Regions from separate parts of the Mus musculus genome. Here regions 2, 3 and 4 are each linked to region 1. A link is a contact called in public HiChIP or PLAC-seq and promoter capture Hi-C data. All regions are on one chromosome and are shown on one strand. The core of a region is the stretch at or near the end of the contact, and the rest is flanking DNA. Distances in the headings are between cores, read along the strand shown.

Region 1 (3,290 bases), core at 519-3,018:
CATGCCATAGCTTCTTAGTCTTCCGCAATGCAAATCAGAGTCAGGAGTGGGGGAGACTGAAGGACAAGACCAAGCCTGTTTTGGGCAAGCAGGACCAGATCATGAAAGGATAGTTTTCCATGAAAGAAAAGGAGAAAACAGGAAAGAACAGTGCTTTCACAAAGAACATTCTAGATGGGGAGCAAGTGGGAACTGACCTGGAACTAAGTAAAACACAATGTTAACCAGAAAGGAAAATAATAGCTAAGTCTAGTGCCCCGCTCTCTTGAGCCTTGAAGAAGCCCCTTGGATAATTGAGGTGGACGCCATCACCCTCCCAACAAATGAAACCTACTGGCTTTGCTTCCTCGTCAGCTGTCCTAAGCTTCTCCTCCTGGTGCTTCAGCTCCACTTAACACATTGCACTTTTAAAATATTTTAAAAAGATTCTCTCTCCAGCATGAGAATGTAAGCCCATAATGATCAGTTAATTTGACATTTCCCTTATGTTCTGAATCCCCAGTGAAGTTTCTACTAGGTCAACTCTCTATCCTTACTTGTTGAGCCAATGGATACATAAGTAAGGGAATTGAGCCTCATAGAAGTAACTTGTCTGTAGAAACACAGGCAATAAGTTGAGCATAATAATAAATTGACGCAATAACCACTTTTTTTTTTTTGATTTTTCAAAACAGGGTTTCTTTGTGTAGTCCTGGTTATCCTGGAACTCACTCTATAAACCAGGCGGGCCTCGAACTCAGAAATCCGCCTGCCTATGCCTCCCAAGTACTGGGATTAAAGGCCCGTGTGACCACTGCCGGCAGTAACCACCTTTTTAAACTACCATGATTACACTGGAAATGTAATATTCCAGGCCAGGCCCCCTCCTGGCTATACTATAGCGGTGGGAATAGGGAAAGAGACTGAATTGCCTGGATTTGGTGCTATATTAGATGTCAAAAGGCTAATAAAAAGATGCAACCTAGGATTTTAGCTTCTGGACTGGGCAAGTAGTGCACTTTTTCAGAAAAAAATAAATACCCCGGGTTAAACAGAAGTAGGAGAGTGGAGGATTTGGCAAGGGATCCCTTTTCACGATTTCTTGGGATTCCTAAGTAGTGTTAATACCATGTAACAAGTAAATCTAAACTTCCAGTGGGGACCGGGGAGTTGGACAGGACAGAAAAGAGCTTAACTCTGAGGTAAGCAAGCGTTTAACACTTAGGGGATTTTTGGTTTGGTTTGGTTTTGGTTTTTGATTTTTGACTTAGAAACAAGATGCTTCTATGTAGCCCTGGATGGTATTAAACTCAGAGCACTTCTCCTGCCTCAGCGTCCCAAACAATGGGACTACAGGAGTCAACCACTAGCTCATCCACAGCAACGTTGGAAGGCTCAAACTCGCGAAAAGCCCTTGAACAAGCAGGCTACTTCGTTTTTCCAAATTTTCTAGACGGTGGCTATCGCTTACACAAGTGGCCAACAAGTGTGGAACGTGGTAGCACCAAGGCCAGGGTGGGTCGGGAGGGCGCGAAGGCACCCAGCAGCCGTGCATGCTGCAGCAGCACGCGAAGGTATGAACCATTCCCAGGAAGCTCGCGCCCCAAACGACTCCCAACTCCCAGCGCGAAACCTCCGCGCGCCACTCGCGTTCCGCGACCTCCAGCCCACAGGGGGCGCTGTGGGCCACCAGGTGCGGCCACGGCGCGAGCGCGCGGTTTCTTCCTGGTGCGCATGCTCGCCACCGCTGCAGGCTGGCCTTTTTTTTTTTTTTTTTTTTTTTTTTTTTTTTTTTTTTTTTCTCGGGCCGCCCCGGCGGCTGCGTACTGGCTGTGGGATGGGAAGTGAAGCCCCAGCGAGCGGCTGCGGCGGGGCTGTGCGGAGCAGCCAGCGGGAGGCGGCGGCGCGGCGGTGAGCAGCCGAGAGCTCGGAGCGGGGCGGAGGAAGCACCTGCAGGCACAGGCGGCGGCTCCACCATGGCGATTCGCAAGAAGAGCAACAAGAACCCGCCGCTGCTGAGCCACGAATTCTTGCTGCAGAATCACGCGGACATCGTCTCCTGCCTGGCGATGCTTTTCCTGCTGGGGCTTATGTTCGAGGTGAGCCCTCCTTCCCGGACCCCGGACCCCTGGCCAGGCCCGCCGACCCTAGCGTACCCGGCCGGAGCTGCGCAGCCCCCCGCGGCCCTGCAGCCCTGGCCCGGTCCGGCCCGCCGCCCCCTCCCGCGCCGCGCAGTTCCTGCTTCCCGCGAAGGGTTACGTGGCAGCCGGCGAGGGGCCGGCGGGGGTGGCGGGCGCGGCCGTGCTGGCCCTGCGCGATGGGCGGACCCGGGGCCGGGGCAGCGGGGCCGGATGACTAACAGGGACCCCTGCTCGACCCCGACCCACGGCCTCGGCCGCTGCCTGCGCGGAGGGCGAGGACCGGGTGTTCGAACCCGGTGGCCCCCTGCCCGCCGACGGCCGCTCGTCCAACTTTCCGCCTGGGCTCTGGACTCTGGGTTCCCGGAGCATCGGGTCTGATCCCGATGCGAGGCTCGCAACAGCTGTGTTGAGGAGTTGAGCGATTTCCTTTCTTGAAGCAGAGGCGATGAGACTGTCAGGAGTGTGTAAATTCTCTTCCCACAGATCTGAGTATTTTGATGACTTATTTAACAGCTGTTGAATGTGGGTAATAAAGTTTGCAAGGTGAACCTGTAACATCCTACGGGTTTTTTTTTTTTTTCCACCTTCCTCAGTACTTCCGCCCACTCCCCTCCCCCTTCCATTTTTTTTTTTTTTATCTGTAAGCCACTGAGTCTCATTAAATATATTGATATATTGATGATTACCATTTTGTCTCCTCTCTCCCTGGCATGTAACCTAGTGAGGATAAATATTTTGTCATCCATTTTTACTAGTCTTTTTCCGCTGTGAAGAATCGAGCTTTAAAGGTTTGAGTTGAAAGCAAGGAACTAATGAAATGAGACAGCCAGTGATGAAAAGTGATTACGATTTTGTTTTTTGTTTTCCATGGAGCCAATTTGGTGTCATTAGATAATTTTCTATGTTATATGATGTTTTTTCTCTTCCAAAAGTCTTTTCTGAATCTACATGTAAGTACTTCTTGTTCTTGATAGTGTCACAGATGGTTGTAGCCACTTAACTAAGGAGGGTTGCAGGGTGAAGGGCAAATAGAACTAGTCAGAACGCTTACTAGATAACCCAACTCAGATACGCTGTTCATCCTCCCTTACATCGCTTGTACAGGCCTCACAGCTGCCGTTTGAGGAATCAGGTAATTCGGCTTAGAGAAGTTTGACAGTATTATATGAG
Region 2 (3,290 bases), core at 508-3,007, 510 kb after region 1:
TTACATGAAGTCTGCCTTCCAAGACACTGCCTGCCACCGGGACTCTGCAGGCTGGCTACCCTTCTATGTTTGCTGATGGCAGTGTCCTGGACAATACAGTTTCTTTACCTACCTGCTTCTAGCCGTCTCTGTTCTTTCCACACTCGGAAGTACCCTTCCCTCCAGGCCTAGCATGTTCTCATTTTTATTCTCTTTGTTTTCAAAATTAGCAAACTACAGGATGCCAGACACTACAAGGGATAGATAATAAAGGAGATCTGGCTTCCTAAACTCAGCTCTGGAGAAGAGACTGTTGAGTAAATAGGTAAGGTGCCTTAGGCACTCAGGAGGAAGAGAAAGGTGGACCTCTGGGAGTTCAAACCCACAAAGCAAGTTCCAGGCCAGCCTGTTCCAAATACAAGCAAACAAACAATTCCCACCCCCATCCGCTTCTACACACACACACTGTGGCTGTCTTCAGACACACCAGAAGAGGGCATCAGATCCTATTACAGATGGCTGTGAGCCACCATGTGGTTGCTGGGAACTGAGCTCAGGACCTCTGGAAGAGCAGTCAGTGCTCTTAACTGTTGACCATCTCTATACCTTCCTGAATCTTGAGTTTTTATCGTGGCCGAAGATTTGCCTTTTTTTTTTTTAACCATCTAAGGAGTTCTGGAAACAAAACTCTAAACTATTGGGGCCACCCTTGGAGTTTAATTCAGCCTGAGATAAGCCCTCACATTTACATTCTTAGCCTTATTCTAGGTTGCTACCCTAAGTATCCTACAGAGCCACGGCTGGTCTAGTCTTGTGCTGTCTTGGGAAAGTTAGTTGACCCTCGGGCAAAAAGAAACAGAAACGACAGAAGAACTGCTACATTTGTGTTGATTCAACCAAACTCCACAATTAAAACCAGCAACAGGTTTCTGTAATTCTAGCGCTGGGAGCTTGAGGCAGGTGTGTTTGAGTTTTAATGACAACTTCGACCACATAGTGAGACCCTGTCTTAGCCTCTGGACACAGCTCAGGGCATTGCTTTCCTTGTTTAATGTTTTTGGTTTTTTGTTTGTTTGTTTGTTTTGGTTTGGTTTGGTTTGGTTTTTCCAGACAGGGTTTCTCTGTATAGCCCTGGCTGTCCTGGAACTCACTTTGTAGACCAGGTTGGCCTCGAACTCAGAAATCCACCTGCCTCTGCCTCCCAAGTGCTGGGATTAAAGGCGTGTGCCACCACGCCCGGCTTTGTTTAATGTTTTTAACCTTTATTTTTATTGTTTGTGTATGAATGTTTTAACCTGTGCATATGTGCCTGAGAAAGCCAGAACAGGGTGCTAGACCTCCTGGGATAAGAGTTACAGATAGTGTTGGGTGTGTGTGTGTGTGTGTGTGTGTGCAATCAAAATTGAACCCAGGTCTCTGAAAGAGCAGCCAGTGCTCTTTACCACTGAGCCATCTTTCCAGCCCCAAATCTGCTTTTCTTAAGCAATGGGATTAGCAATGAATAAAATGTTTCATGCTATGGATTAAGCCCATTTTCTTACCTCACTCATGAGTGCTGCCATTGCTCTACATTCCTCAGCCACAACAAGACAATTTTTCTGTTAAAAAAAAAGTTACTCTAGTTTTACCCAAATGTTCTTTGTAACAATTTGAATGAGGTCTTGCCCATCCCAGGATAGTAACCTGTGAGCTTGCTGGACTCCTCTCAGATTGGGAAACTCTCCTGTGACTGGAAGCAGAGTGCCTCTGCCTGAGACTGATCCATTACGCATGCGTGGGCAAGGCTCCCGTGAGCAGCCCCCTGGGGAGGGACTAAGAGGGATCCTATACAGTGATGCCTGGCTCCTCTGCAGACATCACGAGTTAATAAACTCATTACCTTCTAGTTGCTTAGTTTCCTTCTGGCCAGGGACAAGATATTAATTTAGTCTGGCATGATCCTTGTACGTGCAATGCTTGCACAATTAAAGTAGCTTGTGAAGAACAGTGGCAGTAATGGGTGAAGTAGTTTATCATTTGTGAAATCATGTAGTGTCAGTTGATAATGACGATACTTTCTTAGACCTCTGATTTTGAAATATAAATATCACCAAGAGAACTTACATGAGCTATGTGTGATAGCACACAGCTGTAACCCCAGCACTTGGGAGTTTGAGGCTGGCCTGGTCTCTGTAGTGAACCAGAGCTACACAGAGAGATTTTTGTCTCAAAAGCACAAGAAAATAAAATACAGACAGCAGTCATATAAACTCACATTTAGAGATAAACAGATCTAGGAGCAACATTATACATGAAGGACCAGCAGGTATCTACATGGAAACAGGAGTATCTTTGTTTTGTTTTGTTTTATTTTATTTTTGTTTTTGTTTTTACGAGACAGAGTTTCTCTGTGTAGCCCTGGCTGTCCTGGAACTCACTTTGTAGCCCATGCTGGCCTTGAACTCAGAAATCCACCTGCCTCTGCCTCCTGAGTGCTGGAATTAAAGGCGTGCGCCACCATGCCTGGTGGAAACAGGAGTATTAATGAAACTGTTAATTGTGTGAAATGAAGGCTGTAAACTTTTCAAAAAGAAATTAATTGAGCAAAAAAGAAAGACGAATACTCATTTAGCACCATATCTTAGGAAGAAAAATCAAATTCATAACAGAGAAAAATAAATATTGGAGATTTAACCTGTTGGAGATTGGAGGCACAACCCTAGCTCAGGGTTTGAGCCTAGTTCTCAGGATGAGGAAACCCCTACCTCAATCCCTGCTCCCACACTGCTGTCCGCACTGCTGTCCTCTGTCCTCCCGCACTGCTGTCCTGTTACCATAGGAATGTGCTGCCTAGCCGGGTGTGGTGGTGCTTGCCTTTAATTCCAGCACTCAGGAGGCAGAGGCAGGAGAATTTCTGAGTTCAAGGCCAGCCTGGTCTACAGAGTGAGTTCCAGGACAGCCAGGGCTATACAGAGAAACCCTGTCTCGAGAAAAAAAAAAAAAAAAAAAAAAAAAAAAAAAGAAAGAAAAGAAAAAGAAAAAGAACTGAGCAAAGAGCCAGGATTGTAGCTCTCAGCCTGTAGACCTTGCCCTAGGTGGGCTGAGGCAAGGTGGACCCTTGAAAACACAAGACCAGCTCACTCTACAGAGTGAGACACTTTCTCAAAAAGCAGACAAGAAAGCAAAAAACAAACCAAGGTAAATCAGGTTTAAAGGAGATAAAGACCAATAAAATGGAGGCCTTGGAGGGGAATATAGCTAGGTGGGATTTAACACTCAAGAGCCTCAGGATCCATGTCCAGGAACACCAAAAATATACAGACAAACACAAA
Region 3 (3,290 bases), core at 313-2,812, 460 kb after region 1:
TCTCTAGCCATTCCCACTTCGTTTCGGAAAATAAAGCGCTGCCTCACCCTTCGGATCTGTCCTGCAACTGTGAAATGATTATGGATGCTAACCCTGTAGATCAGCACAACCGCACTTGATGCTACGTCTTCGGTGCTCAGGCCCAGGGAGGGCAGAATGTATTGCTCTCCGAAGCCCGCGCATATTCGCTCGCGCATATTCCTGCTCTTCTCATGCGCCTCCTCACCGGGGACACAGGCAGAATCAGTTCATGGGGCTCTAAAGGGACCAAGGGGACAGGAGACCTCCATTCTCTGCTAGTTTTGGAACTCCGGGCGGCTTCCCATTTAACCTCGTTTTATGATTAGTAATCAAATCACTATCAGTCCGGAGGAGAGACTGAGTCTCTCTCCTCACTCATCACAGCGGTCCCCCCCCCTCGTGACAGGCCCAAAGAGGAACTGGAATGGTGTGGAACCTGACCAAGGTCACCAGCTTCGGCGCGGTTTTCTCCACCCTAGGTGCTTAGACCTGCGGATGTGAACGGGATTAAACGCCCCTTTCTCTCTATTCATCGCTTGCAAGGAGAATAAAAATGCAGTCGTTGAGCACAGTTACAGTCTGGACCTAGGTTCTCAGAGCCTCGGGTCAAGGTCGCAAGCCAGGGTCAGCGGAGAAGGTGTCCTGTGAGGAGATTAGTTCTCCCCTACCAAGAAATAAAAGCTGCAGAAAGGGCAAAAGGACCCCCGGGGCCTCAGAAGCGTCTAACGCCTAACTTCTCAGCCTACCTGGTTCTCTGACAAATTTGACCAAGACTAAGAACAAGCTTGGCCTCCTAGACGCCAGTCTGTATGTGTGTGTGTGTGTGTGTGTGTGTGTGTGTGTGTGTGTGTGTGTGTGTGTGTGTGTATCTGTGTGTGTCTGTGTGTGTGTGTCTGTGTGTGTATCTGTGTGTGTCTGTGTGTCTGTGTGTGTGTGTCCTTGTGTGTGTTGGAGACCTTGCTTAGGCAACAATTGTTCCGTGTGAGAGTGGGGGCTGTGTGTAGGTGTCATTATTCATCGCTCTCAGCTTCCTACACCCATCCTTTTAGGGTGTAGTGTGTGTGAGGGCACAGAAGAATTTATTGGGTCCCCAGGGTAACACTTGTTTAGTTCTCACGCCGACACTTCTGGGTTTGTGTGCGTGTGTGGTGTGTGCATGTGTGCACGTGTGCGTTTACACACAGAAGGTGAACACTGGTTAGCATTTGCTACGCTCTGGCCTTGGGCAACATTTGCCACACTATGATTTCCTGACGTTGCTAGACTGAATCAACAACAACAACAACAACACCTGCCTGTGCAAGATGGGCAATCGCACTTCACAGGATTCCAGGGAACGGTCAAGAGAACTGTTAGGTTAAGTGGGTGATCTCTGGGGACCTGGGGAGGAATCCAAGCGCTCGCCAATGAGTGTGGTGGGCGGGGAGAAGACTATCAGGGGACCTCCACAGGCCTGATCTCTTCTACTGCCTCCCTCTCCAAGTACCCTGAGGCCGGATCTGCACCCTCCCTCTTAAAGCCTGCACAGCCTTCGGGGGTTTCAGAAGTCTAGGGTCCCGAGACCCAGCGGGTGCCGCCCTAGCCTTGGCCTGAGGTAGGTAGGTCTTTGGCCCGCTGGAGGGACCTACCCCGAAGGCTACAGGCTTCCAGCACGGCTGGGAACAGTGCTCTGTAATCGCTTTCAAAATTCGTTTTGCAGTTGTTTGGTTGTTTTTGTTTTTTCTTTGTTTTACTTAGTTAGTTGTTTTTGGCTTTGTTTTTGTTTTAAACTTCGTAATTGGATTTTGGCTTTCCACCTCCGGAGTCGCTTGTCTTGGGAGTTAGAGCCTGCGCTGTTCGGGGCTCAGGGGGAGATAGACGGAGAGGCCTGTGTGGTGGCTGACCTCGCCCCCTGACCCTATGTTCTTTAACATCTGAGTCACGACCCGGGTTGTTTTCCTTATTGGACACATTGATCCCTGATCTTAAAATCCTCGGACCCTACGGGTCTTCACTCCTTAGCCCTGCTGTGTGGCTACTGAGAAAGAAGCATTTCGGGGGCCAGGGCCGCCGCGGCCAGGTCGGCGACAACCGAGACATCTCTCTGCTGCCTGGCTTGGGACTTGTCATCCCGGAGTCTCCAGAGGCGACCTAGGTTGAGATGGCTAGGGTTGCCAAGAGATTGGAGATGTGGCGGGAAGGGGCGCTGGGCGTGGGTCTCTAGAGGGAGGACGAATACCGCTCCGCTCCCCTCGGTGCTGTTGGGACCGCCGGGGTCGCTGACGTTTCGCTAAACTCCTTGGGGTGCCGAGTCGACTCAGAACCCCTTCTGCACTGTCCCACCGAGAGCGCACACTTCTCCTATCTCGGCTGCATACTCAAGAGCGCCTGAAGCCACTGCCTGCTCCGAAACCGGTGCAGGGTCGTGCCCTAGTAGCTTGGCTAAAAAAATTATATTAAAAAAAAAAAAAAAAAGACGCTCGTAGAGACCTAGGCGGGTGGTTCGTTTTGTTGGGCTGATAATTAAGAGAGACGGAATTGAAACCCGTTTTGTAGGAGCCGGGTTGAGGGCTTGGGAGCGGGGGTCACCGGCATTCCTTAGTCAAGGTGGTTTAGGGAGCAAAAGAGAAGGCGACCTGAGCCAGCACCTTTCAGTCGGGTGACACCAAGGCAGATTTTCGTTAGAGGTTTGAGACGTTTGGCTTTTTAGTTCGGTTTGGTGTGGGAGTTTGTGCCTTTTGTGTTACTTTTTTCGAGCTAGGATTGGCGGGATCGAATTGGGAACTTTGTTCATTGACTTTGATGGGGTGGAGGGAAGTAGTTAAGATCACCTAGGACCCCTCACTCAGCCAGCTCGGTTTCCCACAGATCCGCAAAACTCAGCTTGCGATGGCCTTACCGCCCTCTGGTGAGACCCAGTCCCAGGACAAGGCGAACTACCTGCCCCAGAGCAACCCTCACCACCTGACTACCTACTACGCGCATGCCCCAGGCTACAGTCACTTTAGGAACCTCGCCACCACCGAGGAGGAGTTTCAACCTTGGAAACTGGCAGCTGCAGTGCTTGAGTCCCAGGCGATGGCCCCTCTTGATGCTTTTCGGATGACTGCTCCCTTGTTGAACCCGGGTCTGGCTGTTCAGAGCGAGCCGCTCTACAATCTGCCCTGGTACAAATTGTCACCATGGAACCGAATTCCTCAATTCACTCCCGAAGTACCACGATTTCTAGACAGCACTGAGCATAGGAGCAGCGGTTCCAGCAACCAAAATTTGGTCCTCGGCGGCGGCGG
Region 4 (3,290 bases), core at 494-2,993, 400 kb after region 1:
CTTCAGCGCTGTCTGGGAGTTTGAGTCCTGGAGTGCTCGCTGTCCAGCTCCTCTGTACAAAGTCAAAGCTCAGCCATTGACATCCTCTGAGCGCCTGATGGGGCTGCTCACCCCATCTGCGTTGAGTCATTGAGTGCTGTGAGCAGGCCAGGTCAAGGCTCTGAACTCGGAGCAAGAGGACCTCACCCCACCCCCTTATAATTGTGCCATAGGATGCTCAGCTTCATAATCTATATTTTGAAAATGTCTGCCAGGAACAGCATGAACCCTCTAAACTCATTTTCTCCAGAGCCTGAAAGGAAATCTGATACATGTATTCTGGAGGTGAGAGGTGCCATCTGGGTCCTCCTCCTAGCCAGTCCCGCCCTCCAGGGCAGTTGGCTGCACTCTAATTCATTCATAGGCACACCTGACCCCAGCAGAGATTTTGGTGTTGATGTGCCCTTGGTGTGCACCACTATTTAATTTGCTCTTGTGTTTTGTTGCAGAGAAAGCAGCAGCTGCCAACATAGATGAAGTGCAGAAGTCAGATGTGTCGTCCACGGGGCAGGGTGTCATCGACAAGGATGCACTGGGGCCCATGATGCTTGAGGTAACCACAGCCTTACCTGGTTTTGATGCTTGGAGTACCACGCTCCCGTGGCTTTGTATCACACATGTTTCAGTATTCATGTGCTGCATTTATGTATGTTCAGGTACATATGATTTAAGGAGAATCCACATTGCTGTGCTTACTGATGCAAGTGGGAATGTCTATCTGTGAGCTCTTGCCCCAGCAACATTCTCTGTATGTGGAACAGCATAGACTTCAATTAGATGAAAATACGAAGTGCAGGTGTGAATTGTCAGTTGAGCACTTATTTTCTGAAGCTGAACTTGGACGTCCTATTGAAGGGTGGGACTCTTGCCTCAGGCTCAGGGTTCCTGTGTGCCACATGCCTCGGCCTGTGTAGACGGTTTAAAATGTGAGAGCCAACAAAACGAGGGTTATGCTTTTTAGGGCTGGTAATTCCAACTAGTATGTTTTTCTCATAGAAGTCAAGGTTAAAATAGGAAGAAGGAACTTTTTAAAAGCATAACCGAGTGACTGGCCTTAGGGCCTTAGGGCAGCTACTGTCTCAGGCTTATAAAATCCTCCTTGTTTTTTTAATGAGTACTAAACACCCAGTGCTTTACTGTCCCTCTTTCAAAGTTAAAATTCAAGATGTGGGCTATGGTAAAATGAGAGAAGAAATAGCAGTGAATAGACAGAGCTGCCTGAGACATAAATTATCTCAAGTCTCGTGGCGCTCTGCTCTGCTGAAGACATTCTAAGCGTAAAGGACCACGTGGTCAGAACCGCGGCGTTGTGCCTGCTCTGTGCCTGCTGCAGCAGGCTTGTGGATTCAGGACTAGGATTTTTTAAACAAAGCTAGTTGGCACTCTCTTGACCTTACTGTCCCCTTTCTCATCTAGAAACGCTAAATCTGCAGGTATGTCCTGTGTAGTTGGGAGCTCGCCTTTGCATTAACAACTAACAGCTCATCCCTAGGGGGCAGAGGGGCACTTCCCACACACTGTAGGAGCGGGAAAGAAAGCTGTGGCCAGGTGACCACTTAGAATTACATAAAAGAGCCGAGGAGGACAGCTTTCTTTAGAAAACCTTGTGAATTGTAAGCAGAGATTTAATTGGAATTTTTCCATATAACTGTTTATTCATTATGCCTCGGGGAGTGGGAAATAGCACTGAAACCCCAAGGAGGACTTTGAGGCCTTTAAAAAGAAACGCTTAGAGCAAGGCAGGCTGTGGCTTAGCCCTTGCAACAAGTTCATTAATTGTAGAAACTGGATTGCAGGATGGCAGTGGCCCTTATTTCATAAAATCAAACCAAAATTTTTGCTGTTTGAAAATAATCTTCTGAGAATGAGTGGAGTGCATTGAGGAAGCGCCTGTGCAAGCTGAGTACTAAGTCAGCGTGCCAGAGAGGAAGCTCCGGGATCTAGTGGCTTACGGCTTAACTGGAGACCTTTCAACAGGGAGAGCATGTGTGTGCTCGGAGAGCTGTTCCTAGGCATAGATGCACACTCATGCTTGCATCATAGCATAGCGGTTGCTAGGCAACAGAAGCAAATGTCAGCTCTTGCCATCAGAGCATATCATAGTGAGCTTTAAAAAACACAGTTTTATAAAACGAGCCACTTTCATTTTTCAATTTTATTAGGCCACAAATGAGCCTTCTCACCATACTCTAAGAAGCCACATGCCCTTTCAAAGCCAACACTAGTAATGTAGTATTGAAAGCCTAAGAACTCTGCTGAACGAACACCCAGCGGTGGCAGTAGTGAGAAGTAACAAGAGATCTGTAAGTGCCATGTGCTGTTGCTGTGCCTCTCCAGTGTACACAGCTTAGTGCAGCCTGTGTTGTTGGCCACTTAGGTTTCTAGAGTCTTGCTTTACCCTGAATGTGCATCATGCTATAGAGAAAACCTGACAGACTAGTTAAGGAAAGTCTAAAGCCAGTGGGTTTTTTTGTTTGCTTTGGTTTGGGTTTCATTGTTGTTCGCTTTTTTGCTGTTATTATTACAAGACAGGTCCTTGACCTTTAGTCCAGACTGGCCTTGTTCTTCTACTGTAGCCCAGGTATTAAGATAGCTGATGCCATCACACCCAGTTTACTTTTTCTTTAAACAACTTCTTATTTATACCCCAGAATCAGTTTTAGATTGATGGAAATCTAGTCTGACAAAACAGAAGCCTTTTATATAAACAGCCTTGGGTGGACCAAGCATTCCGGCCATCCCTCACCACCGTGTGGGGACTGGGCATGCTTTAAATGCAGTAGATATGTATCTGAAGAGCCTAAGTGGCATCAGCTGACTGGGAATTTAGCTTTGAAGGTGTCCAGGTCTTCTTAGACTGTGAAGGGAAACTCTGCTCTGTTCTGAACAAGCATCAGATGTAGGAGAGACACGGAGCTGCCATTGCCAGGGCAGACCAGAAGGAGTCTTACCAGGAGAAGTATCTGAGCTCCTGGAGTCGCTAGCGGACTATGTGCAATTTTCCTTCCATAACCCCTGATCCCCTCTGTGCCTTGGAGAAGAGGGCCTTGGGAGGACACAGTATGCCCACAGCAGAGTGAACATGCCCACAGCTGCTGTTTACCTTCTCTTCCTAAAGTGTGGAGACCAGTCTCTTTCTGGAGTCTAGACATGGTGGGCACATGGAGTGACAGTGAGCCCGTTATAGCATGCAGGCAACCAGCACTGAGCTGTTTTAGCCACCCCCAAGACACTTAGCCCGTAGCACCGTC

Evidence for each region. HiChIP or PLAC-seq counts read pairs in DNA pulled down with a chosen protein or histone mark. Capture Hi-C pulls out chosen DNA fragments and counts their contacts.
Region 2: a contact with region 1 is called in an H3K27ac HiChIP or PLAC-seq map of embryonic stem cells, with 2.3 times the contacts expected there. The contact joins the enhancer-like site here to the promoter of Tram1 in region 1. A contact is called at or near these places in 5 of 39 promoter capture datasets (cranial neural crest, embryonic stem cells, liver and 1 more), 5 of 115 datasets of contacts at active chromatin or transcription factors (embryonic basal ganglia, embryonic limb bud, embryonic stem cells and 1 more) and 1 of 9 other capture datasets (adipose tissue).
Region 3: a promoter capture Hi-C map of pancreatic islet shows a contact between it and region 1. The contact joins the promoter of Prdm14 here to the promoter of Tram1 in region 1. A contact is called at or near these places in 5 of 39 promoter capture datasets (cranial neural crest, embryonic stem cells, hippocampal neurons and 1 more), 13 of 115 datasets of contacts at active chromatin or transcription factors (acute myeloid leukemia, bone marrow-derived macrophages, craniofacial prominence and 9 more) and 2 of 9 other capture datasets (embryonic stem cells and pancreatic islet).
Region 4: an H3K4me3 HiChIP or PLAC-seq map of forebrain shows a contact between it and region 1, with 4 times the contacts expected there. The contact joins the enhancer-like site here to the promoter of Tram1 in region 1. A contact is called at or near these places in 8 of 39 promoter capture datasets (the 3T3-L1 cell line, the HPC-7 cell line, cranial neural crest and 4 more), 2 of 484 Hi-C or Micro-C datasets (bone marrow-derived macrophages and nephron progenitors), 12 of 115 datasets of contacts at active chromatin or transcription factors (cardiomyocytes, embryonic basal ganglia, embryonic forebrain and 9 more) and 2 of 9 other capture datasets (adipose tissue and liver).

What each region holds. Positions count from the first base shown.
Region 1 is chr1:13,588,388-13,591,677 of GRCm38.p6, reverse strand. It overlaps Tram1 (translocating chain-associating membrane protein 1), which reads left to right and starts at 1,768. Exons shown (of 11, transcript NM_028173.5): 1 at 1,768-2,078. The coding sequence starts at 1,956.
Region 2 is chr1:13,076,893-13,080,182 of GRCm38.p6, reverse strand. No RefSeq gene overlaps it. Among named protein-coding and RNA genes, the nearest start is that of Gm39592, 26 kb to the left of the region's middle. Within about 2 kb of position 1,757, at least 20 of the 459 cell types and tissues checked have an H3K27ac peak or open chromatin away from gene starts, as enhancers often do. A contact at or near this core is called in embryonic stem cells, where this site is marked.
Region 3 is chr1:13,125,435-13,128,724 of GRCm38.p6, reverse strand. It overlaps Prdm14 (PR domain containing 14), which reads left to right and starts at 1,562. Exons shown (of 8, transcript NM_001081209.2): 1 at 1,562-1,615; 2 at 2,869-3,290. The coding sequence starts at 2,890.
Region 4 is chr1:13,187,389-13,190,678 of GRCm38.p6, reverse strand. Ncoa2 (nuclear receptor coactivator 2) reads left to right here. Exons shown (of 23, transcript NM_008678.3): 5 at 489-592. Among named protein-coding and RNA genes, the nearest start is that of Prdm14, 62 kb to the right of the region's middle. Within about 2 kb of position 1,743, at least 89 of the 459 cell types and tissues checked have an H3K27ac peak or open chromatin away from gene starts, as enhancers often do. A contact at or near this core is called in embryonic basal ganglia, forebrain and neural progenitor cells, where this site is marked.